Regions from separate parts of the Mus musculus genome. Here all the other regions are linked to region 5. Evidence: chromatin contacts called from public HiChIP or PLAC-seq, Micro-C and promoter capture Hi-C data. All regions are on one chromosome and are shown on one strand. Each heading gives the region's core, a stretch centred on a gene start, on an enhancer-like site or on the middle of the called end of the contact. The rest is flanking DNA. Distances are from core to core; before and after follow the strand shown.

The links. Promoter capture Hi-C pulls out the DNA fragments that hold promoters and counts their contacts. A called contact is a pair of places that touch in the nucleus more often than the background predicts. HiChIP or PLAC-seq counts read pairs in DNA pulled down with a chosen protein or histone mark.
Region 1: a contact with region 5 is called in a promoter capture Hi-C map of 3T3-L1-derived adipocytes, with 6 times the contacts expected there. The contact joins the enhancer-like site here to the promoter of Peli2 in region 5. A contact is called at or near these places in 8 of 39 promoter capture datasets (the 3T3-L1 cell line, 3T3-L1-derived adipocytes, cranial neural crest and 4 more), 11 of 484 Hi-C or Micro-C datasets (the 3T3-L1 cell line, 3T3-L1-derived adipocytes, the C2C12 cell line and 7 more), 5 of 115 datasets of contacts at active chromatin or transcription factors (the NIH/3T3 cell line, embryonic forebrain, embryonic hindbrain and 2 more) and 2 of 9 other capture datasets (adipose tissue and pancreatic islet).
Region 2: a contact with region 5 is called in a Micro-C map of muscle stem cells, with 6 times the contacts expected there. The contact joins the enhancer-like site here to the promoter of Peli2 in region 5. A contact is called at or near these places in 12 of 39 promoter capture datasets (the 3T3-L1 cell line, 3T3-L1-derived adipocytes, cranial neural crest and 7 more), 1 of 15 datasets of contacts at CTCF or cohesin (the NIH/3T3 cell line), 7 of 484 Hi-C or Micro-C datasets (the 3T3-L1 cell line, the C10 cell line, the C2C12 cell line and 4 more), 12 of 115 datasets of contacts at active chromatin or transcription factors (the NIH/3T3 cell line, bone marrow-derived macrophages, craniofacial prominence and 7 more) and 1 of 9 other capture datasets (adipose tissue).
Region 3: a contact with region 5 is called in a promoter capture Hi-C map of 3T3-L1-derived adipocytes, with 6 times the contacts expected there. The contact joins the enhancer-like site here to the promoter of Peli2 in region 5. A contact is called at or near these places in 7 of 39 promoter capture datasets (the 3T3-L1 cell line, 3T3-L1-derived adipocytes, cranial neural crest and 3 more), 1 of 15 datasets of contacts at CTCF or cohesin (the NIH/3T3 cell line), 2 of 484 Hi-C or Micro-C datasets (the 3T3-L1 cell line and stem cell-derived neural stem cells) and 6 of 115 datasets of contacts at active chromatin or transcription factors (astrocytes, craniofacial prominence, embryonic hindbrain and 3 more).
Region 4: a contact with region 5 is called in an H3K4me3 HiChIP or PLAC-seq map of bone marrow-derived macrophages, with 4 times the contacts expected there. The contact joins the enhancer-like site here to the promoter of Peli2 in region 5. A contact is called at or near these places in 7 of 39 promoter capture datasets (the 3T3-L1 cell line, 3T3-L1-derived adipocytes, embryonic stem cells and 4 more), 8 of 484 Hi-C or Micro-C datasets (cerebellar granule neurons, cerebellum, cerebral cortex and 4 more), 8 of 115 datasets of contacts at active chromatin or transcription factors (bone marrow-derived macrophages, embryonic hindbrain, embryonic limb bud and 3 more) and 3 of 9 other capture datasets (adipose tissue, liver and pancreatic islet).

Annotation. Positions count from the first base shown.
Region 1 is chr14:47,988,162-47,990,861 of GRCm38.p6, reverse strand. No RefSeq gene overlaps it. Among named protein-coding and RNA genes, the nearest start is that of 4930447J18Rik, 91 kb to the right of the region's middle. Within about 2 kb of position 1,366, at least 13 of the 459 cell types and tissues checked have an H3K27ac peak or open chromatin away from gene starts, as enhancers often do. A contact at or near this core is called in 3T3-L1-derived adipocytes, adipose tissue and cerebellum, where this site is marked.
Region 2 is chr14:47,935,774-47,938,612 of GRCm38.p6, reverse strand. The region is part of intron 2 of 4930447J18Rik (RIKEN cDNA 4930447J18 gene); the gene reads right to left. Among named protein-coding and RNA genes, the nearest start is that of 4930447J18Rik, 38 kb to the right of the region's middle. Within about 2 kb of position 1,437, at least 46 of the 459 cell types and tissues checked have an H3K27ac peak or open chromatin away from gene starts, as enhancers often do. A contact at or near this core is called in the C2C12 cell line, muscle stem cells and pre-pro-B cells, where this site is marked.
Region 3 is chr14:47,958,309-47,961,008 of GRCm38.p6, reverse strand. No RefSeq gene overlaps it. Among named protein-coding and RNA genes, the nearest start is that of 4930447J18Rik, 61 kb to the right of the region's middle. Within about 2 kb of position 1,303, at least 22 of the 459 cell types and tissues checked have an H3K27ac peak or open chromatin away from gene starts, as enhancers often do. A contact at or near this core is called in 3T3-L1-derived adipocytes, where this site is marked.
Region 4 is chr14:48,248,306-48,251,005 of GRCm38.p6, reverse strand. Peli2 (pellino 2) reads right to left here. Exons shown (of 6, transcript NM_033602.2): 4 at 302-496. Among named protein-coding and RNA genes, the nearest start is that of Gm52144, 44 kb to the right of the region's middle. Within about 2 kb of position 1,350, at least 20 of the 459 cell types and tissues checked have an H3K27ac peak or open chromatin away from gene starts, as enhancers often do. A contact at or near this core is called in bone marrow-derived macrophages, where this site is marked.
Region 5 is chr14:48,119,588-48,122,398 of GRCm38.p6, reverse strand. Peli2 (pellino 2) reads right to left here and starts at 1,530. Exons shown (of 6, transcript NM_033602.2): 1 at 1,166-1,530. The coding sequence starts at 1,242.

The DNA.
Region 1 (2,700 bases), core at 117-2,616, 130 kb after region 5:
AACTTGAGGGGGCAGGGAGGGGTTGTTTCAGTTTCACATCACAGACCATCGTCAAAGGAAGTCAGGGTAGGAACCCAAGGCAGGAACTGATGCGGAGCTCATGGATGGGTGCTGCTCACTGGCCTGCTCCCTATAGCTTGCTCAATCTGCTTTCTTTTACAACTCGGGGTCAACTGCCCAGAGGAGGCACAGTCTACAATGGGCTGGACCCTCCCACATCAACTGTTTAAATAAATGTCCCTACAGCCTTGCTGACAAGGCCAGTTTGATGGGGGCAAGTTCCTGTCTATCAAATGAATCTAGACTACGTCAAGTTCACTAAATAAATAATAACCAGGACACTGGGGTCCCTTGCAATAGCTCATGCATGGAGTTTCAGTCTTTAGATCCGAGACATCAGTGAAAAATGAGCATGAGGAGTGGGCATGTTAGAGGAGATGGAACAGGACGGACTTGGTAAAGGGAGGTTGTCAACCATGCTTCGGAAGATTCTAGGCTGAACTATAATGTCTAAAGTAAACAGGGAGCCAGGCATGACAGCACATGCCAATCATCCCAGCACTCAGGAGCCTGAGATGGGAGGATCACGAGTTTGAAGCCAGGCTGAGCTGTATATCAAGACAAATAAAAAGTGAAAAGGCTAGGGGAAGGATTGCTGATTGGGAGGTCAGAGCGATCGAGGGAGCGAGGGAGGGATGGAAAGCAGACGAAGAAATAATCTGGTTTATACAAGATGTGTTCTTGATAACCAGGGAGAGGTAGGAATCTTCAAACAACAGGTGGTCCAGTTCAACAGGACACAGATTAGGCCCATGGATCACTCTGGGCTCCACCACTGCCTGGACGAGATCTTGTATCATTAGCTACCTGACTGACTAAGTACACCTTAGTCTCAACAGGGGGTTTGCCCAGGCCTCCCCATAAATACCTATTTTTTTTATTTCAGTCATACTATATATGGTAAACATGACTTGTACACATCATAACTTGTTCATCATCTAAGGTTCCTTTATAATTTTTGATCTCTACACATTTTCTCTTGCCTTTCAACCCCAGTCTGGGTCAATAAACAAGACTACTCAGACACATTTCTACCAGACTTATCTTAGAGTCTGTTCCAAGTTTTCTGAGTATTTTATTCTTCAGCCCTCTATTGGTAATATCCTCACAATGCATACCCTAGCCATGGTTTCTGCCAAGAAGCAAGACAACGAATGCCCATTGTTCCCTTTATCATTAAGAGACCATCTAGCTGCAATCCTTTCTCACGTTAGAATTGGTTAGTGAGCGATAAGTTATTTGGATGAAACACGTCCCCCTGCTGCATAGCAGTGGGCTGCCATCCAAGCAAGGCCTGAGGGCACAGCTCTAGTTGGCAGATGGCAAGTAACTGGCTTTGTGTAAGTAACTCAAGCTGATGATTACATCCAGCCATTCCACCCGACACTGAAAATTCTTCCAGCACAGAGAGAAATCTCAACACAGTTGACAATTAGAAAGCATGCTAGATTGTATGCATGCTTGAAGTTAGACAGTCTGATCAGTATCTATGGATATGCATAAATGTATATATAGATAGTAAAGTGTGTTGTCCCCTGCACAAGTCAGTATTAAAACTTTTGCTGCTTCATTTGAGTGTTGCTTTTAAATAAATCTTAACTTCCTATATGTAGCCTGTATGCCAGAGTATAGTTCAAGGGAGATAATTGTCAATAGTCATAGCATATTTATCATTCCTGTGTATTAATCATACAGAAGACACTGAAATGACTGTTAATGTTTACCACCGTCCTGTGAGGTATGTGTTGTTATTCTTACATTACAGTGAGATAGTTAAGTAATATGCACAATGCCAAAACAATTAACAAATATGGCTGGGAATCTGAATTTGATGCTCTCTGGGAACAGACTGTCTCTATTGTGGCAGTCATCAGAAACTTAAGAGCATTTGTTAACTGAGTGAACAAATGAAGGACGTTCAAATTTACTCCATTAACCTCAGTGTCATGCTGGATTGACTCACAGCCGTGACAATGAGCTTCGGACATGGCATATATTCCCTACCTGCAGGCCTATGAAAAGTATATGAGTTGTCTTCAAAAGGGGTAACACCAGGAAAACAAATGCCACGAGGTTTTTACATAAACCGGGGGCATCCATGTACACAGGGCATCCGTGTACAAAGGGCATCCATGGACACAGGACCTCCAGCCTGCACTACAGTCACGTTTATGGACAAAGCTGACTATTACCTTTCTCAGACCTGAACCTAGTTCCAAGCAAGCCTCCATTAACAAGAACTGGCCAGAAGAAATAGAGCAACATGGATTTTAACCAGCAGCTTCAAACATCAAACTTATGGTTTTAGGGAGCTGAGACAAATTGGTAGAACCTGGGCTCTGAGCAAAGCTTGGCTCTCAGTCCTAGGGTTGAAGCTTGCTGCCCCCCCCCCCATCTGTAATACACAAGCTACATCCTGTTCTTCTCTCCATGGGATCTTATTGCTGGCCTGAAAGACCGACAAACACCTTCACCCCACATACCAAGTGCCATTGGTGTTTGGCTAGCAGCCACTGTTGACAGCTAGATGTGTGTCCCCGGTTTCTCCATGGCAAGATTGAGGGACTGCAGAGGATGGGGATTCTTTTATAGTACCCCCGAGTTTTATCTAGTTCATTTCTCCTTCTAACAAGTACAAAA
Region 2 (2,839 bases), core at 188-2,687, 180 kb after region 5:
TGACTTAAACAGAACAAAATACCATAGGTTAGGTAGCTTAACACTGACAGTTATTTCTCATGGTTCTGGAAGTCTAAGGTAAAGCCTAGTGGTTTGGTTCCCTGTAAGCATTCTCTTCCTGCCTTACAAAGGTCATTTTCTTATATGGCAGAAAGAAAGGTATTATTATCTTCTTGTCATTAAAAATACTGATAGAATGCTGGGATCCCACCTTACCATCTCACCTAAACCTAATCTCCTTCTAAAACCTCCACCTCTAAATTCCATCACATTAAAGCTTTGAGATTCCCCATATGTGTTGGGATATGACTCACAGAGATTCACCCCTTAATCTCATCATTTATAAGTAACAGCTTAAAACCTTTGTCTTCTTTTCTCATGAAAATAATCAAATGCTTCTCCTGTGTTTGGGTTCATGTTTTCTAACTCAGGAAAACTAGAGATGTGAAGAGACTTTTGGAGTATACTCAGATACCCTGTAGGTGCCATGGAGGAAGGCCACCCTTCAGAGGAAGTGATGAACTTGAGTCAAGGTGGCTACGGTTCTGGAGATACATTTTAGCACACATAGTCTGGTCTATGGCCATTTCTCTAACACTTTAATCACACTTTGTGAAGCTTGCTTATAGTCCCAAACCCCTTCTGTAGAGTGAGCAAGCTATCTGAGTAACTCTGTTTGGAAGTATACTCTGTAGAAGAAAAGTGATGAGAACAAACCAAGCTGACAGTGTAACCTGCAGTTCCTGCCCTCGGTCTCCTGTGCTTAGCTGTGATGTCCAAAGCTTGTCCTCCGACAGCCCCCAAAGGTGTGCATTAAACATACCTACTGTTCATCATTCCTTCTTCCTGTGGAACTCTCCAGCATCAGGAATCCAGTCTGTTTCTTTCACTGATGTATTCTATGTGCTTGAAAGAGGCATGACACATGGAAGAGCCTCAAAAATATTTGTGGAATTGAATTGAGGTTGCAGTTGAGAGATGATTCAAGCTTGCCCTGAACACTCTGAGTTTCCAAGCGTTCTCCACTGATGGGCCAGGCATGTTGGTGCCAGCTTGTTGGCACTCTCCTCAGAGGTTGGCTTTGCTTCCTCCTGCTAACTACCCTAACACCAAGCCACTGTTTGTGTTCCATTCTTCACAGTCACGAAGACAATCTCTTGCCCTGGGACTGATGGCCAAGTTCAGGAAACCAAGCCCAGATGTGAAACTGTATGCTTGGCAGCTGGCAGCTGGCAGCTAGCAGCTGGCTGCCAGGCGCTGGAAGAAGCCACAAGTTCTCCTTAGCTGTTTCCAGACATTCTTGGGTATGCTGCAAAGCTGCTCTGAACTTTCTGAACACGCACTTTCTCACTTGACATGACTTGGAAGGGAATGACCAAGCACCAACGGCCACTTAGCATTGAACAAACATTTAGGCATGCCCATGTGTTCAGCGCAGCGCTGCCAGGGGAGCAGGCACAAAGACTGGGCCAGTGGCCAGTGGTCCACAAATGGTCTCCACATTTACACTTCCTGTCAGACAGAGGAGAGAGAACTTTAAATTATCCTTCAGACCGTAGAACAGCTGAAGCCAGGTGGGTGAGAGACAGATCTAAAACCATAACAAAGGATGATGGCAAATGGGACCACCACCTCGTGTCCTATGCTGCTCTGCTTCTTGGCTGGTGAGTGTTTTCTCTTAGCCCACAAGCCAGGCAGCAGGACCCTGGCCACAGGAATGGCCCAGGCCATTTTTTAATTTATTCCTTTTCCTCACATGTCTTTGCTGCATCTTTACTAGTAGACAGCTGACTTCTGTTGCACAATGCTCTCTTTGTTTTATGCATTTGGTGTTTCGACTATTATGTGACAGGAGGAACTCCTTTTCTGGTGCAATCTATTTGGAGTTCTGTGGACTTCTTGTATGCTCATGGGCATCTCTTTCCTTAGGTTTGGGAAGTTTTCTTCTATAATTTTGTTGAAGATATTTTCTGGCCCTTTAAGTTGGGAATCTCCACTCTCTTCTATACCTATTATCCTTAGGTTTGGTCTTCTCATTGTGCCCTGGATTTCCTGAATGTTTTGGGTTAGGAGCTTTTTGCATTTTGCATTTTCTTTGACTGTTATGTCAATGTTTCTATAGTACCTTCTGCACCTGAAATTCTCTTTTTATCTCTTGTATTCTGTTGGTGATGCTTGTGTCTGTGATTTCTGATCTCTTTCCTAGGTTTTCTAACTCCAGGGTTGTCTCCCTTTGTGATTTTTTATTGTTTCTAGTTCCATTTTTTAGATCCTGGATGGTTTTGTTCATTTCCTTTGTCTGTTTGGTTGTATTTTCCTGTAGTTCATTAAAGGATTTTTATGCTTACCTATGTTCTCCTTTCTTTCTTTCTTTCTTTCTTTCTTTCTTTCTTTCTTTCTTTCTTTCTTTCTTTCTTTCTTTCTTTCTTTCTTTCTTTTTTTCTTTCTTTCTTTTTCAAGACAGGGTTTCTCTTCATAGCCCTGTCTGTCCTAGAACTCACTCTGTAGACCAGGCTGGCCTCAAACTCAGAAATCCACCTGCCTCTGCCTTCCAAGTGCTGGGATTAATTAAAGGCATGTGCCACCACTGCCTGGCCTTCTCCTGTGTTTCTTTAAAGGAGTTATTTATGTCTTTCTTAAAGCCCTCTATCATCATCATGAGATGTGATTTTTAAACCAGAGTCTTGCTTTTCTGGTGTGTTGAGGTATCCAGGGCTCACTGTTGAGGGGGAATTGGGTTCTGATGATGCCAAGTAGCCTTGGGTTCTGTTGCTTATGTTCTTGCCCTTGCCTATTGCCATCTGGTTATCTCTGGTATTAGCTGGTCTTGCTGTCTCTG
Region 3 (2,700 bases), core at 54-2,553, 160 kb after region 5:
AACATAATAAGAAAGAATCTTAAAAAGAAAACATATTGCCTAAGATCTTTCAGGAACAAAGGGGTATATAAGTAAACAGAAAACAAATGTGTGTTAATCTAAATAGGCAAAGAATATCACACAGGAGATAATCACTGTTTTAAAGATATCTACTGGGCTCAAAAGAACAGCCAAGTCCCAGCTAAGTTTCTCACAAGGACTCTCTGGGGTGCAAAGTATTTCTTCCATTAAGCCACTAAGTCACGGACCAAACTGTTGAGATGTCGAGGTCTTATCTCCTACCTAAAGCCTCTGGCATCCCTTATCAATAAGCAGTGAAAGTACTCACCACACCTAACACATCCATGGCGCTTACTGTGTGTTTCATAATATAATATTTACTCCTCCTGACACCTTCACAACCAGGCACTATCACATGTCCCTTCTACAGACGAGGAAGACTGTAAACAGGGACCTGAGTATCTACCCGACCTCTTGCCTAGCAGTTCCTCTCTGGAAAAGACATATCTTGTGAGGGTTAGCCCTATGTTTTTCCTCTGGAACAACTCCAACTTATTTTAACTCAATCTGAGCTGTTTCTTCTCCGCAAATGTCAGGAATCTCCACTAAAGCCTCAGCACGTCCTCTTAGTTCATTACCTCCCTGTGTGAAAACAAAGTTCTCCAGAAAGCATCCCTGGCCTCACTCTAAGGTTATTGCCTGAATCACAGACTTGGTTTTTTTCTCTTGCTTCCATAAAGGCCCCAATTACCACATTGCTTCTTCCTAGGGATCTGGGACTCCGTGCCGATAATCATTCAAGTTTCTTTAACAAGTAGGCAGTGGCTCTGTCGTCCAGGGGACATCGTTCAATAAACATGCTGTGTCTCAAACCTCCCCGATCTCCACTTACCTCTGAAACTAATTACCTTGCTAACCTCAGAGGCTGTGTAGCCATGCTAATTAGCTGCAGGATAGTGGCAATCCTCGGCTCTTAGGAGAGAGTCCACACCATGGAGGCACAAATGGCAGCTCTGGAAGTGGAGGTCAGCTCTTCTTTGAGAGTAAGCCCCAGAACTTGTCAAAATAGCTCTTGGAGATGGACTTGGATGCAGATTCCTCCTAGTGCTGAGCACAGCCATTAATTAACTTTCAGAGAAATAAAGAGAAACAGACATGGAGGGTACCCCATTAACATTTTACCCCTTTTTCTGAATAGCAATGTGTATGCTAATTTCCTGCCCAGTCCTTCTATTAACCACAGTCTCTAAGGGGAACTTAGCCAAAGCAGATTAGCCAACATGTTCCCCGATGACAAAATGTTCCCCCATAAATAATGCTTCAGGCAGCACTGTTTATTTGTTCAACTTTAACGTTTTCTTGTGAAGGAGCGTGATGGAGGCCATCACGTTTCCCTCACAGAAAAGATCCAGGACAAAGGTTCTTGTTTTTCTGCAAGCCAAGGTCAGTGTTGGACTTTTCTTTTAACTTTCCCATTCGTTCCAGTTATAACTTTGCCCTTAGAAGGAGCTCTTTTCCAAAAGACCTATCGGGAACAAGCTGTCTCCAAGGAGGAGTTGAAAGGTCACCAACATTTTCATGAGCAGTGAGCAACAATATGTTCTATGGATTCTGAGCCTCTCCATGAGAAAGGCTTCAAGAAGTAGTCTGGAATTCAGTAGTTTCTGGTGGCTGTAACTGTACCAACCCCACGATACTACCCACTGTCTATAATAACCTCCAAGCCTTCACTGTGGACTAGCACCCCTCTGCACTGCCCTGTTCCTCCATGATCAGTGGACAGCGGTTGCCGGACAGGTGGGAGAAGGACAAGTCAGACAGAAGAGCCCCTGCTGCACTTTGGTTACGACCATCCCAGAGGAGGACGGACATAGTGGTGCATACCTTTAATCTCCACACTTGGGAGGCAGGGGCAGGTAGATCTCTGTGAGTTCAAGGCCAGCCTGGTCTACATAGTGAGTTCCAGAACAGCCAGGGCTGTTATACAGAGAAACCCTGTCTCAATAAATTAATTAATTGGTTGATTGATTTTCGAAAGGCTCCCAAAAGCCTTAGTCGCCAGCCTACAACACTACCACAAAGTACTGGAAACTTCAGATGTGATATGGTATGGCGGAAGAAAGTTTGATCGTTACACTAGGTTCTACACTTGCTTTCTCTTTTGTTTCTGGCTTCTTTAAGGTGAGGGCCTTCTCAGCCAAGTGCTCCCAGGGGATGGTGCAGCCTCAGCACAGACCCAAAGCATCAAAGCCAACTGAACGAGCTGAAGCTGTGAGTGCAAGTCAACCTTTCCTCCTTCTAAGTTGACTCTCTCTGGCATTTTGTTATAGTTCCGGGACACCGGTTTACAAAGCTCCTAGATCAGTGAGGAGCAAGAACAGTCGAATGTTTTCTTCAGGAAGTCTTTAAAATGTATTTGCATTTTACACCTTCCTGTGGAGGGAAATTCTCAAGGCAATGCATGCAAGGAAACCTCTGAGGGCCAGAGAAGCTGGAGCCTGAACAGGATGGCTGGGGAGCACAGCCTTGAGTATATGAGTTCCTATGCAACATCCACAAAGCTCTTCATCATCAATCAGCACACACTCAAGTACGTGAAGTACAGAATGTTCCGAAGCTAACGGGAAGAGCAGCCAATGTCCTGACACTTCATCTCCTCCGGGATCTTTTTTTTTTTTTTTCTTTCTCTTCAGTAAGCAG
Region 4 (2,700 bases), core at 101-2,600, 130 kb before region 5:
ATATGACAATAACCAAGTAATCTACAGATTTTCTTTTTACGGAGGCAGCATCTCTCTGTGCAGTACAGGCTGGCCTTGAACTTATAACCCTCCTGCTTCTCTCTCCTGATGGCCGGGTGCATGCAGCCAGGCTTCAAATTAGTCTCAAGTATTTACCACTGTTTTCTCAAGCTGTCCTGAAAACTAAAACTTCGAAAAAAAATCTAACTGCAGCCACTATACAAAGCAACCTCCCTTCCCAAATGAAATAACTCTATTAGTGTGTGTGAGCCTGAAACCAGAACACAGTCACAGTACTTACTCCAAGAAAGATATTTTTGGAAGAATCGAATCCTGCCGCGAATATGCGTGCTGTGTATGGCTCGTTCCTGTCACACACGATCCTGCATGCGAACCTAGAGATGGTGCTCTGTGTGATCTGGGCATCTTCGTTCTGACCGCCGGAAACCGTGTCTGTGACCACGAAGTCAATGGGGCTTTCTGTTGACCTGCCCACCTGAAGAAACCAAACATTCCCATGATGCACAGGAAAAACGCCAGGCTCTGTGTCGAGTTCACGGAACAGAGGCCCAGAACCCTGTCAACCTCATTATCTTTGCTTCATCAACTGCATATCCTTCCTTGTTGATGAACAGAGAAATTACTGTAAATATCCAGACCTTTTTTTTTCTTTTAAAAAAAGATGTTTCATTTTATCGTGCTACCAACAGCTAATGAGGTCTCCAGGCCCACGACCTTGTCCCCACATGACCTGTGTGTGTCTATGTGCAGACCAACATGCACAGAGAGGCCAGAAGACAACCTTAGCTGTCATCTTCAAAGATCCGCCTACCTCCTGGGACAGTCTCTCATTGCTGCTCTTCACCAGTCAGGCTGGGTGGGCTGCTTAGCCAGCTAGAGCGAGCCTCCTGTTTCCTCCTCCCTGGCACCGAGATTACTAGCACACATCACCGCCCTTGGCATTTTTTGTGGGTTCTGGGACTTGAACTTAGGTCCTCATGCTTGAGAGGCGAGCAGTTTACCAATCGAGCGATCTCTTCAGCCCGAGATGGGTGCACACAAATGCACAACACTGTAGCTATAATGCTACAGACTAGATTCCTTGGTCTTATTAATTTTGTTTTCTGCAACTTTATGTCAGTTAGTCTACCAATTTTAAATATCATGAGAAACCTCAGTTTTTTATTCTTGAAAAATGATGTTGGATTTGCTATCTCGGATCCACTCGAAAATTATTTTTACAGCAAATCATTCTTGTTTGCTATTTTTGAAGGAATCAAACCTTTAAATCAAAGGAACTCTCTGCTTGCTGGGCTCCCTGAGTCAGAGCCCATGACTCATGCCCAGCACTGCACAAAGCTCTTACCCTGAGACAGAGGGACAGAGCTGGCTGCCACTGCTCAGTCACCCTAAGAACAGGGGACAGGGGCTTATCCTAGTTAGTCCAAAGCTCAGCATATGAGTGAAGGAAAATGTAAACAGCTGTCCTTAGTACTTCATGTATGGATGAAAAAGAAGCCTCTCTGGAGCAAGTCTAAAAGTTGCCACCAGTATTACAGGGTCTTCCTTTCCTTGGTAAGATGTCAAAACTGCCAAGAGATTGTATTTCATAAGAATCTTAAGAGTTCTAACAGCCCTTCCTGTTCAGTAGATCCCACTAAAACAGGTCCTGCTTTCCGCTGCGAACTAGAAGACACATTTGCTTATGAGTTGGAGAATCCTCAGGACGGGACATTAAACATTTATGTACTGGTGTTCCCTGTGTGTCTGCCTGGAGGCACTGACAAACATGGCCTTCAATCAAAACCATTTACATGAAGATGAAGAATTCCTCACTAAATACACCACTAAGGTCCTCGCCTGAAAACAGACTGGCTGAGAAGCTGTGTGTGGGAGGAACACATGGGCCCTGACACGGATGCACATAAGGCCATGAAAATCAATTTCCAAGGTGTTTGTATTCAGATCGTGAATTCTGCGCCTGGAAGATAAGCAATGTAAAATACATGATTTTTTTTTTAAAAGAAAATCCAAATGGATAAAGTAAAAAGAAGAGATCTTATGTCACCTAGCTCCGCATGCTTCCCAGGAGTGTCCCTAAGTTCCTTTGTAAATGTGTTCTGTATGTGCTCACGCATGGACTACTACCCCCGTAAATCCACCAGACATCTATTTTCTCTTGCTTTTACATGGCCTTTCATTCGCTGTTCTAATGACATGTGCCAGGCATAAGTGAGGTTACTGGTTTCACTGAAACTCATCAACTTGAGCAGATATGTACTGCTTAGTGGTATGCATTTCAGGCTTAGAAAACTTACAACTTGCTTAATAAAATTTTCTATTAGCGATACCATAAAACCGTACCATCTAATTCATCCTTCTAGGGTTGTGTAACCTTCCCTCTGCTGCTTTGTTTTCAACACTGGTGAATAACTTAGCTCTAGTGACGGACAGAGCGGTGAGTCTTATTGTTGTTGTCCTTAAACTTGAAACTACTTACTAACAAATTTAAAAATAAGTTTTATAGTTTTATATATGCACAGTTCAAAATAAAAACATACAAAAGCACAGAATGAAAGCGTGGCTCCTTTTCTTTTAAAACTACGGTATTTCGCATTTGTTATTTTAGAATTTTTGTGTACATCTATAATGTGGTTTGATTATATCTTCTCCCTATTCATCACTCCAGCCCCTCCTGGG
Region 5 (2,811 bases), core at 281-2,780:
GCTTCCCCCCACCCACCTCCCCACCCCTCCTCTTCCCAGCGAACTCTGACATCTGTCTCTTAAGTGCATGCAATTCCCATGCAGGTGCGGAAGGCGCTCATCTGCTGAGCTTCCAAATAAGCAGTGATCTTTCCAGTACTACCTTCCCCCCCCCACACACACACACAGAAAGGCTTGCAACAAACTGAAGGCTAGGAAACTTTAGATGAGTCTTTAAAAAAAAATTAAGTCGGCACTTACTTCAAGGTAGTAATCAAAACACGTTTCTCAAAGTTCCCAGAGCCTCTGCTTAGGGGTGAGGAGGGGGGCTTCCTCGCGTGCCTCTAAGCCCACCCATCAACACCCGCGTGGGTCTGAATACAGATCTTTCAACAGAGGACAAAAGCGCGGGTTCCCTGGAGCGGCACATCCAAAGGGAAACCAATCCTTTCCCTGCAGCACTACCCAAGTTGCTCCAGCTCCAAGAGTTTCCTGCACTTTCCACCTCCCCCCACCCACACCCTTTTCATTGCCCACTTTACCCTGCTTTAATCCTGCGAAGCCTCCCTCCTGGTTTATTAAGGGTAAACAATAGAAAATGTCACACGGAAACTCAGGAAGTAGATGAAGTCTCTAATTGCTGCCGTTTTAACGATTGTAGATAATTACTATCTTCAAAATGTGATTTTCACCAGCGGAGTGGGAGCCGAGGAGGGCAGGGTGGCGAGCTCCCCGCCGCTGGCAGGGCATCGGCAAGGCCGGGGCCCGAGGGGTGCAGGAGCCCGAGGGGTAAGGAGATCAAGGGGTGCGGAGACTCGAGAATGGAAACCCGGGAGATCCGGGAACCGTTGTTGAGAGGACCCGGGAAAACCAGGACCCGGTCCAGGCCCTCGGCCGAGCTCACTCCCGGCGCAAAAAGCGGAGGCCAACCAGCGGCCCGGGTCACAGACTGGAACAATGCGTAACCCCCGCGGACTGGGCTCTGGGCTCGGAGACAGGGCTCCGCGTTCGCGGTCGTCGGGAAAGAGAAGTCCCCAGTAGCCACTGGCTCCGGGCTTCACCGAGCGACCCCGCGTGGTGCAGGAGCGCCCTCCGGGCCGCGGCAACGAGCACCCCGGGGACCCGGGCCCTCAGGAGCGCATCCCTCTCCCTCCGCGACGCCCCGCCGCCCGCGTCCCCAACTCACCCCAGGACCACCAGCTCCCCGTATTTCACCGGCTCCTTGTTGGGGGCGCTGGGTTCCTCCTGGCCCGGGGAAAACATGGAGCCGCGCTCGGCCGCCGCCGCTGCCGCCTCCGCCGCGATCCCCGCCGAGTCCGCGCCGCCACTACACTCCCATCCCGAAAACGGGGTGAGCGCGCCGGGGAACGGCACGGCGGCGAACGGGGCGCTGGGCGGCCAGTCCCGCGGCTGCTCCGTCGTGGCTGTGCGCGTCGCCCGCCGGCTTCCCCGGAGCTATCCGTACGTTGGCCGCTACGAGCGGGACCCGGCACGGAAAGCGAGCGGCGACCAGAGCCCCGCGGGAGGAGGAGCGCGCGCCGCCGGGGGGCTGAGCGGGCTGGGCAGGTGGGACGGCCGCGCCGCCGCCCGCGTCTCCGCGCTCCCGCGGCCCCCGCCCGCCCGCCCGCCAGCCCCCGCGGCCCGCGAGCGCCCCGTGTTATGTAAACATAGAGTAAAGGGGAAGGCAAGCCCTTAAAGGGGCAGCTCTGTTTTTCTCCTCTCTTCCTCCGAAAAGTTGGAGCGTGGGGGTCTTCGTCCTCAGCCCGGGGATCCGGACCCCGCTTGCGTGAAAGCCAAGCATACTGCCCACCCCCCACCTCCGAGCTCACCATGCTGAGCGCACTGATCTGGGGGTGTCTGCTTTCAAAGCCAAGCCCTTGAGAGGGGGGCTTAAAAAGAGAAAGAATCTGCCCATGGGGGGGGCGCTAATTGAAGGGCTCCCCACCATTTCATGTATCAAGAGAAAGGAGAAAGAACGTGGGGGGGGGGTGAGAAAAGAGAGAGAGAGATGGAGGGAGGAGAGGGAAAGGGGAAAAAGAAAAGTTAAAAGTTACTTTTAATCCCTTATTCACATCTCTGTCCCTTCTTTCAACCCCCTGGGGAATTTAAAAGGAAATTACCTAGGTGGATTTTTTTTTTTTAAATGAAGACAAATGTTCCTTTATTTCCATGGATTAATCAAGGCACTGTTTGTATTTTATGCTTTCTTATGGTGCTGTGTCTTTAAAATATTGTAGGCTGTGATAGTTTTACTGACTGCTGTTTTTCATCATAGAGGAATTTATTATTCTAGCATTTATTAAGCCCTTGCAACATGCTAGAGACGCTACATATTATTGCCTGTCACTGCCTTTCCAGACTGTTAAATATTTAAAGAAATAAATACTGCAAAAGCTACCCAATGTATAAACATCGAGAGTGTGTGTGTGTGTGTGCCCGCGCGCGCGCGCGCGCGCACACACACACACACACACACACACACACACACACACATACACACACGTTTAGGCTATGACTCTAAGTAAGGAGTTAAAAAAGAAATAATTGCATGAGTAACCTTCCATTCTACTGCTCAGCGCCGTGCATGTATCGCTCTCTGACAGGCTATTACTGTAGTGACATGATGCTTTCTGTAATTTTACTTCAGTTAGTAACTGGCTTTTCTTCTTTTAATTGAGGCTTTGGAGATAAATTACTCCAGAATAACAAAAGCCACACTATTGATGAGCCAAAAATAAACTTTATTAGACGATTACCTTATTTCCGCTAATTACAGAAAGTCTATTCTTAGACTAAAGACAACTAGCTATCCGGCTTATTGTACAAATCCTC